2 separate regions of the Neogale vison genome follow, and region 2 is linked to region 1. A link is a contact called in public Hi-C data. All regions are on one chromosome and are shown on one strand. The core of a region is the stretch at or near the end of the contact, and the rest is flanking DNA. Distances in the headings are between cores, read along the strand shown.

Evidence for each region. A called contact is a pair of places that touch in the nucleus more often than the background predicts.
Region 2: a Hi-C map of fibroblasts shows a contact between it and region 1, with 3 times the contacts expected there. The contact joins the promoter of DENR here to the promoter of KNTC1 in region 1. A contact is called at or near these places in 2 of 3 Hi-C or Micro-C datasets (fibroblasts and muscle).

Annotation. Positions count from the first base shown.
Region 1 is chr3:197,108,297-197,112,930 of ASM_NN_V1, forward strand. KNTC1 (kinetochore-associated protein 1) reads left to right here and starts at 2,018. Exons shown (of 64, transcript XM_044243442.1): 1 at 2,018-2,046. It overlaps RSRC2 (arginine/serine-rich coiled-coil protein 2), which reads right to left and starts at 1,864. Exons shown (of 10, transcript XM_044243438.1): 1 at 1,726-1,864. The coding sequence starts at 1,731.
Region 2 is chr3:197,249,034-197,253,873 of ASM_NN_V1, forward strand. DENR (density-regulated protein) reads left to right here and starts at 3,203. Exons shown (of 8, transcript XM_044243475.1): 1 at 3,203-3,304; 2 at 4,151-4,265. The coding sequence starts at 4,160.

The DNA.
Region 1 (4,634 bases), core at 768-3,267:
CCTTTGCTTAGAAAGGTACCCTGTAATACAAGATAAAAACTTACACCAAAGAGCCATTTTCACCTGTAAAATACACTATAGAAACAAACAAAAACAACCATTCTATCACTAAACAGACTACAAATGATAGGTGGCCACTTCTCCCACACAAAACTTTTATTTCCATGAGGTTATTTTATAGTGCCCTAGTGAAAAGTATCCAAAAAATGAAGTGAATAAAATTTCTCTGAAAATTACTAAGCTTTATTTCAATTTATCAGGGTGTACATACTAAATCTTAAATGCTAACTGCAAAACTGTCCTCTACTCCAGCACCTGCTTTTTCACCACTGTAATCTTAACATTTACATCCCGTTTAAAACCCTAATAATGCTCAAGACAGTACACAAATCTTTCTCCAGTGCAAAGAAGGTACACTGGATTTAATACTAGGCCACTTCTCCAGGGAACTGTGTCTCTTTATTGAAGGAGGCACTGCAGCACCAAATGTATGAACGGACTTTATTTTTTTAATATATTTGAGCCCAAGTAAAACACCACTATTCTTTAAAGTACCTTAAAAGGCCCAAAACACTATTTAAACAAAGGAAAACATTACATCAATTAATTGCACAAACACCAAACAGCCTTCCAACTGTTTGAAACCTTATTAAAAAAAAAGGTTCTTAATTCAATTAGGTATTGGGGGAGGGGAGTGCAGAAACCATCCTAATTTCAGATACCCCAATTTTTAGCAAGGGCAAATTACGAATCTTCCGGTATGTTTATAGTCCTACTTATTTTTGGAGTACATAGAACTTTCTAGTTAATCGAAAAGAACACAAGATGCTTGCATTTTTCTTTTAACAGGGTTAAGAAAAACGAAGTAGTCACAATAATGTGATCCAGCAGAACTGAGCATCCTATACCCGAAGCAGGCTTTTTAAAAGAACTAGTGTTCTTATTTAAAATTAAATGGGTCAATGAAGGGTTCTTAAATTTAAGAAACAACGCCAATGATAAGGCTTTATTATAATCCTTCTCAAAGACTTCAAAATGATTACATCACGAGCCGCTTCGGAAACGAACGACAATCGGAATTCGTAGTTCAAAGCCCTCTCGGAATTAAGTCGATTTTTTTTTTTACTCCCTTTGAGCAACAGCTTCCTCAGCTCCGTACTAAGGAATAAACTAAGGTTTTCACAGACAAAACACTAATTAAAATTATGCAACTAGAATTTTACTGAGCGTAAGCAAAAAAATCACCCCCCAAAACGTTACAAGACGATTCTCTTCTTCCATTCTACTCCTTACAGACAACGCCTTTCTGATCCCATACTTTTCAAAGACCCCCCCCCCATCCCTTTTCTCTCTTCCCCAGCCCTTCCCCAACGCGAACAGAAATTCCCAAGCCCTAATGAAACTCAATAAAAACGACTAACAATAATGAGTTAGCTAAGCTGGAGACCGGTCTACGAGTGGAACGGAATACAGGCCTAGGAGAGGGATGAGGAAAGTTCTGGAAAAAAAAAAAAGACACTCCCTGCGGCTCCCCACCCCCACCGACACCGACACCGCCTCATTTCCCCCTCCCTACAGCAGGCAGCCATGATGGCGGGCGCAGAAGAAGGCCGCGGCGCCATTTTGTCCACACACGCGCGGACAACAGCTCTGGGAGCCGTTCACCCGCTCTTTGGAGAGTAGCAGAAAAATACCCCGGGTTTTATACTCAGCGTCGGCACCTACCGCCATAGTCCAGAGTCCTGGCCGCTAGGGCGGCGCCTCCACTTGCCGCTCTCAACTGTACCGGCCGCCCCGACGCTTCGCCACAGACTAAATCGCTCGCGCGAGAGACCCGGATGGCACAAAGGGGATGAGGCCCGGCGCGTCGCACAGCTTGCTGGGAAAAAAAAAAAAAAGGGTGGTGATAAGAGTCTCTATAGCAACGCGATTCGAGGAAGTGATTGGTTGTTCTTCTGAAAGGGGCGTGTAAGGCCAGAGAGGGGGCGGAGCCAAGAATACACCCTAGAATGCGCAGCCGGGAAATCGGAATGGGTGGAATTTAAGGTGGGGCAACTTCCTAGTTCGATTTTAAAGCAATTTTGGCCTCCTCCGGCTGCCGTAAAAGGGGTTGGGTTTGGTGTTCTCCCGCCAATTTAAACCCGTGGGCTAGAACCTGAAGCGATTAGGGACAGTTGTGGGTGGCAGGAAGAGGGACGATAAGTTTGAGTGTTCTTCTTTAGTTTCTTCAGTTGCAGGTGAGGAGGGGGAAATGCGCTGCTGTAGAGACCTGGGGGTGGGTTCAGGTCGTAGTAACAGCGGCCTCAGCTCAGTTCGGGTGTTTTCCCATCAAGAAGCTGGCGGGAGTGAGTTTGAAGTCGGTTCTTGCTGGTCCGTTGTCCGGTGGCGAGCGTTTGTGCATGGGGGCCTAACTGACACTTTCATTTCACCTAATTCGCTAATCGGTTCTCCACCCAGCCTCTCGACTGATCAAAAATCGTTTATCAAATCAGGTCACTCGTCTCCTCAGTGTCTTTCCCCTGTAGTACCGAGCATAAAAACCCAATCTTAAAGTTGAGGATTCGTTTAGCTTTTGAACTGTTCCGTTTTTGCTGTGGCCCAGCAGCCGCCCCAAACTCCTTCCAGCCTCCGAGCCTTTGCACTGGCCTGCATCTCTTTTTTCTCTCCGAGCTTTGCAGAGTTGGCTTCTTGCCCTTGGGATCTCAGCTCCCATGTTCTCTCTTTCCTTTACCCAACAGGTTCTTATTTGACCCCTTGGCCCCCACCTGAGCATCGTTTAGTTCAAAACTTTAGCACTGTTCGTAATTGGGCACTTACTTATTTTTGTAGGGAGGTAACACAACAGTTAATAGGTGTGAATTTGAATTTTGTCTAACTATATCATTTACTCAATTTAGGTGACTTGGCCATTTATTTAATCCCTGGCTTGTGCCTCTGCTGCAAAATGGGTTGTTGTGCAGATTAAATGAGTAGAGCATTCAAAACTGCTGTGCATACTCAATACATGTTAACTGTTTTGTTTGTCCTTCTTAGACTAATATAAACTTTGTAATGATGACAGGGCTTTTCTGACTTCTGAGCTGTATTCTTGCTCTAGAGCACTCCCTGATACAAAGTAGGCATCAATAAACACTTGTTGAATGAGTGACTTGACAGCTCTGGAAGGTTGATAGTATTTCTCTATTTTTTTCATATGTGGGGCACAGAGACCCATCAAAGTACTCACCCGAGCCTGTCCCTCCTGTCTTAATCTCCTTCCAACTCCCACCCAAAAACACGAGCCACTAGAACTATTGTTTGTTCTAACAAGCTTTGTTTTGTACCTTTGCTCACACTCTTGGTAACAGCTCCTTTCCTATATTTAAAAACCTCCTATGACCATAGCCTAAATGTTACCTGTTTTCACCAATGAAAATGATAAATTACCTAACGCTTAATATTGAGTGCTTGCCATGAACCAAGCACTGTTGCATGAGTATTTAAAACTCATTACCTTTGCAGGTACAACTATTCCTATTACAGGTAACTGAGGAACAGAAGAAGGATTACGTTGCTTTCTCGAAGACAACTGGTTATAAGTGAAAAGCACCTTTGCTGTGCTGTATGTTCCATAAAATTTAAAACCTACTTTTGCTAGCACTTATCAAAACAGTTGTAATTATTTGGTTGCTATTCTCCACCAGTGACTGATCAGGGATTATTTTTCATCTTCGTATTCTATTCCAACTCACAGCACACAAAATGAGTTACATAAGTCTCGGCTGATGAGATGTTCAAGTGACTCTCCTAGGTTACAGGTATAATCTTTGATTCAGTCAGAAACCTAATCCAATTTTTCCCCTTTCCCCTTAGCATTTTCATTTATTGTTATAATACTGGAAACATTAATTGACTTTTTAAAAAGTTTCTTTGGAACCTTAACCATCCTCAGATATCTTCTCAGTCTGACTTTAGGTCTCCTGCTATTTATTGCTATACTGCTAAAAGGCTTATTTCAAATGAAAACTTGTTATAAGTTTAAGTTATAAGTTTTTTGTTTTTTTTTTTAAGATTTTATTTATTTATTTGACAGAGAGAGATCACAAGTAGGCAGAGAGGCAGGCAGAGAGAGAGAGAGGAGGAGGAAGCAGGCTCCCTGCCGAGCAGAGAGCCCAATGCGGGACTCGATCCCAGGACCCTGAGATCATGACCTGAGCCGAAGGCAGCGGCTTAATCCACTGAGCCACCAGGCGCCCCAAGTTATAAGTTTAAGCTAGGCACACAACATACTAGAAGCTCTAGGATACATTGGTGAGATCAAATTTGTCTGATCCTAGACAGATACAGATATATATATATATATATATATATATATTTTTTAAAGATTTTATTTATTTATTTGACAGAGATTACAAGTAGTCAGAGAGGCAGGCAGGTGTGGGGGGGAAGCAGGCTCCCTGCTAAGCAGAGAGCCTGATTTGGGGCTAGATCCCAGGTCCCTGAGATCATGACCTGAGCCAAAGGCAGAGGCTTAACCCACTGAGCCACCCAGGTGCCCCTAGATGACTATATTGTTCTCTGATGATAATCATAGCTCTAGTTCATCTATCTTACTGGTCTGAAGTATCTAGTGACTACAGAAATAACACAGAAAG
Region 2 (4,840 bases), core at 1,953-4,452, 140 kb after region 1:
ACATGGCTCGCTCAAGCGAAGCAGGATTCGGTTAGTAAGGAAGTCTGCCTCACCTATATATCCACTTGATGTAAGTGCACGAGATTATTTCATAATTTTTAGCACATGTGAGTATGAAGATGAATTCAGTTGATGGCTGTTGTTTTGATACTCTGACATCATTCTCCTCCTGTTCAGAGAACCTCATATTTCCTTTGGGCTGTACCTGTCTCCGCCCTCTACACCCAGCTCCAAAGGTGGACACTTGACTCCGAGCTTGTTCAGTTATGGGGATGGATTTTAGACCAGATGCAGCTGGAGGCAGGCCAATTAGATTCAATCTTTGAACTTTCACAGGAACGAAAGCGTGATTTATGGTAGAAAATAGTAATATTTGGGGTGTCTGGGAGGTTCAGTCGTTTAGTCTCTGCCTTCAGCTCAGGTCATGATCTCAGGGTCCTGGAATCAAGCCCACATCAGGCTTCCTGCTCAGCGGGAAGCCTGCTTCTCTGTCTCCCAATCCACCTGTTTATGTTCCAGCTCTTGCTGTCTCTCTGTCCAAAAAAAAAAAAAAAAAAAGTAAAATTTAAGTCTAAAAGATGTTTAGTCAATTTCCTGACAATGGTTGGTGCACAAATGGATTCCTATATTCTTTGTCATAATTCCACTGCTCCTCAAAGAGGCTGTGGCTTCCTGGTAAGAAATCTCTGGGAAGTTTATTTAGTATGTGGCTCCTCCTTTTAGAACTTGAACTGATAGGCTGTAGTATATGCTAGGAAGTTCAAGTCTAGGTTGGAATGCCAGTGGTGTTCGGGTACAGTCTGCCCAGAAAATAACCCCATCTAAGTATTTAAGTGGGGGTGGGTTCATTCGGGGCATTAGTTACATGGGGAATAAAGAGTTGAAAAGATGGGGTACCTGGATGGCTCAGTGGGTTTAAGCCTCTGCCTTTGGCTCAGGTCGTAATCCCAGGGTTCTGGAATCGAGCCCCACATTGGGCTCTCTGCTTGGTGGGGGGCTTGCATCCCCCTCACCGCCGCCTGCCTCTCTGCCTACTTGTGATCTCTCTGTCAAATTAAAAAAAAAAAAAATTCTAAAAAAAAAAAAAAAGAGAGTTGAAAAGATAAACAGAGGTGGTTGAAGCAATTCAGAGACTAGTGGCAGCAAGAAGCCAACAATCACACTGCCAGGCTACAGATTAGATCCAGGAAGAAATCCAGGGTACAGGTGCCCAGGGTCAGGGATCCCCTAACAATACAGTGGGTTAACCAGTGGAGTCAGGGATGCTGTTCACCGGGGTGGGGTGGGATGGCTGGGAAGGTGACTGTTCCTATTGCTGCCTCCTGTTGGCTGAACCCAGCTGGAAACTGAGGAACAAGAAAGCCAGGGAATGTAGTCTCTGGGGGTCCAGCACCCCCTTCTTTACAAAGCAGAACAGGAAAAGGGTGAGAAAGGGAACTGAAGCCATTGAGTCTACTACGCAGTACTGGCCACTTAGCCACATCTCATCACATCTAAGATGCCATTGATTATGGATGCCATTATTTTATGCAACCCTAAGAAAGAAAAAGAGCTGCCAATTAAACTATGACACGATGCTAAAACTTCATCCATTGCAATGTGTCTTGGTATGAGATATTAAAATGTGGAAAATATGCATCTTAAGATCAATAAAATATGCTATTAGCTGTGTGATTTTTTTAAAAAAAGATTTTATTTATTTATTTGACAGACCAAGATCACAAGTAGGCAGAGAGGCAGGCAGAGAGAGAGGAAGGAAGCAGGCTCCCTGCTGAGCAGAGAGCTTGATGCGGAGCTAGATCTCAGGACCCTGAAATCACAACCTGAGCTGAAGACAGAGGCTTTAATCCACAGAGCCACCCAGGTGCCCCTAGCTGTGTGATTTTAAGCACATGTCAACTTAATTCATTCCACCTTTGAGCTACAATTTTACCATCTGGAAATCAAAGACAATACCTGGGGGGGGTATTGTAAGGATCAAATCAGCTATCACTTTTAAGACGGTTAAGTTTAGCAAGAGTAGACACTTGTCTCTTGTTCACTGTGTTTCCAGTGCCTAGCACAGTGCTTAGCGCATACTAGGAACACAAGGTAATTTTGTGGAGTGAATCCCCCGGACTCTATATTCCCAAATGAGCAGGTTATTGGCACATAGTGGCAGCTGGGTTTCAGTAAATGGAAGTTATTATTGGAACAGAAAGCTATTATTATTGGACTCAACCACGTTTGGGAATAAGATCTTCTTTCACTAGTTAAAGAGAATGGACTCTTCTATGGGGGAAAGGAGGGACTCCTCTTTTAAGAAAGATGTCAAAGTGGAGGCCACAGTCTCTGGTGGAAAAGATTGTGCCAGATGGCTTTGTGCACACGAAGTAAATCTTGAGCAGAAAATTTAAAGGTGGTGGTGGTGGCGGCGGCAAAAGAAATTGGCAGGGAAGGAAGCAAAGAGGTGGGGGACAAAACAAAATACGACTACGAAGCACATTTTGGTCATCATTTTCCCAACCCTCAGCGATCTGCAAGCACTGTCATGTTGTTCCCATCTCACAAATGGGACTCAGGCGGAGCTCGGTGAGGAATTCCCGAAGGAAAACAACCAGACGGAAGCAGAGCTGAGACGCCAACCTCCCCCCCACCCCCGCGTGTGGTTCTGTCTACCCGGCTTCTGGCTGCTGAAAGCCGGAGATCCGAGAGATTAATTCCAATTTGCAACCCATGTAAGGATAGGTAAATACGAGGAAGGCGATGAAAACAGCTGTTAGGGTGGTGAGATTATGGGCGATGAAAACAATCTAAGGAGCGCTGACATGATCATCTCCAGAATAATTCAGCCAGTGCAAGGAGAGGTGTTGAAACCAAACGCCTTTTCCAGCTGCCATCTCCCCGCGGAGGAGTGACTTATCCAACAGGCTGGAGGTTAGTCAGGACTCCCGGATGCACCCCAAACGCGGGGCAACATTCCCCAGCTCATTAATAGGGAGTCACTGATGACTACGGCTCACTTCCCCACTGCATCCGCGCCCGCTTCCACGCGGAGTACGCCGAACGCCCATTCTCTCCCGCGGGTAACGAGCACCGCCTACTGGCTGTCAGCCGTTCGGAGGCTTGGCCCCGCCCTCGAACGAAACGCGCATGCTCCTCAAGGCCCCTCCGCCTCCGCCTCCAGGCTTCTCGCGACAGCCGCCCAGCGGCGGCCTGAATCTCGCGATAAAGGCTTGTTGTCTCGCGGGACCGCGGCTGGCAGACGGGCTTTCAGGCGGCCCTGGCCGGGGAAGAGGAGTTGCATGTGTCGCTTCAGCTGGCGGTAGTGGCGGGAGCGGAGGCGGCGGGGGTTGTGCGACCGCCCGGGTAACGACCCCTTGTGCCTTTCGCTCTTCGGAGAAGCTCGTAGAGAGCGTGGGGGAAGCCGAGGTGCTGCCCGGCGGAAGGGGGCCGGGCCGGGCGTCTCCACACCCCCGCCCACATGGGCCTCTCTGGTGTCCCCGGGATTGCCCCTTTGCCTCAGATCCTCCCCCAAGTCCTGGCCGCCCTTGTCGCCCCAGTGCTCTTACATTCTGACCCTTGCTGATTCTTCTGCCCCCATTTTCTCTCTTCAGATTCTGGTCTCCCCGCCCCCTCCCACTTCCATCCCCTTCCCTGATTCCTGTGTCCCTCCCTTGGCGTTGAGCTGCCCCCACACCCTGTACCCAGGGCACCTCTAGTCACCCACCCCTTCTTCGTAGGCTTTTTAAGCCTCTTTTCCTCCAGCTGCTTTGTGGCCTTTTTTTTTTTTGCTGCAGTTTGCATCCCTCCCAGATCACCCCCAGACCTTTTGTCCCGTCACTAGGGATCATCCTCCCCATCCTATTATTCTGTTGCTTCCTCTTTCCCCTGCTGCCCTCCCCACCCCCCCCTCCCACCCCAATTCTTCACGGTCTTTTTGCTGCTGTCACTTGCTTCCCTGTAGACCTGTGGAGCTGGTAGTTCTGTGCCCAGAATTGCGTGTATTTTGTGAATCTTAATGCAGCTTGTATCCTTCACTTAAGAACAGAATCGAAATAGATTTAGGGGTGAGGTATTGCTAGTGCGAGGGGTGAGGCTACATCTGAACAGTGCCTTTTTGGGGTCTTGGTCCGAAAGAGTGAAAATGTGTTATTTTCCTTGCTTACAGGTTTGGGAGATGGCTGCTGATATTTCTGAATCCGGTGGGCATGATTGCAGAGGAGACCCGAGGGGCAATACCAAGATAGATGCAGACTACCCACTTCGAGTCCTTTACTGTGGAGGCAAGTGTTACAAAGCAGAAAATGGCTCTTTAATGCTCCCTTTATTTTTATGCATTGTGATAGTAGTATCACATTTGGTCCTGTTAATCCTCTTCTCATCTGTCTTTGTTATCGGGGAAATCCTCAGTTGGGGGCTGGAGGGTGTTGGTGAAGGGGAGGCATGGGTTAACTTGTTTTTCCCCTGACGTGTATGACTTGTGTCTTGCTACTTGGCCTGGAGACGCTTACAGTCAGAAATAGAGATTTGGAAATGGATGATTTCAATCTAATGTTACTTGGTAGCCTGGCTATTAGAGGAGTTGTTCTTGGAAGATACTGAGTCTAAAGGGATGACAAGGACCGGGTGAGGACGTGGGGAAGGGCATCCCAGATGAAGTGAGCAGGTCTGCAAGAAAGGACTTGATTCACATCTGCGGAGAAGTGAGCAGCTTTGGGTTAGTATAGTGTGGATATAGGATAGGGAGGGTGTCAGTGAGGAATGGAAGTTGATGAGGTTGGAACAGTGGGTCATGGGACAGTCTTGGGAAAGTCTTCTTGGTTTCATCACTAATATATCTGTTAGATTGAATCTAGAT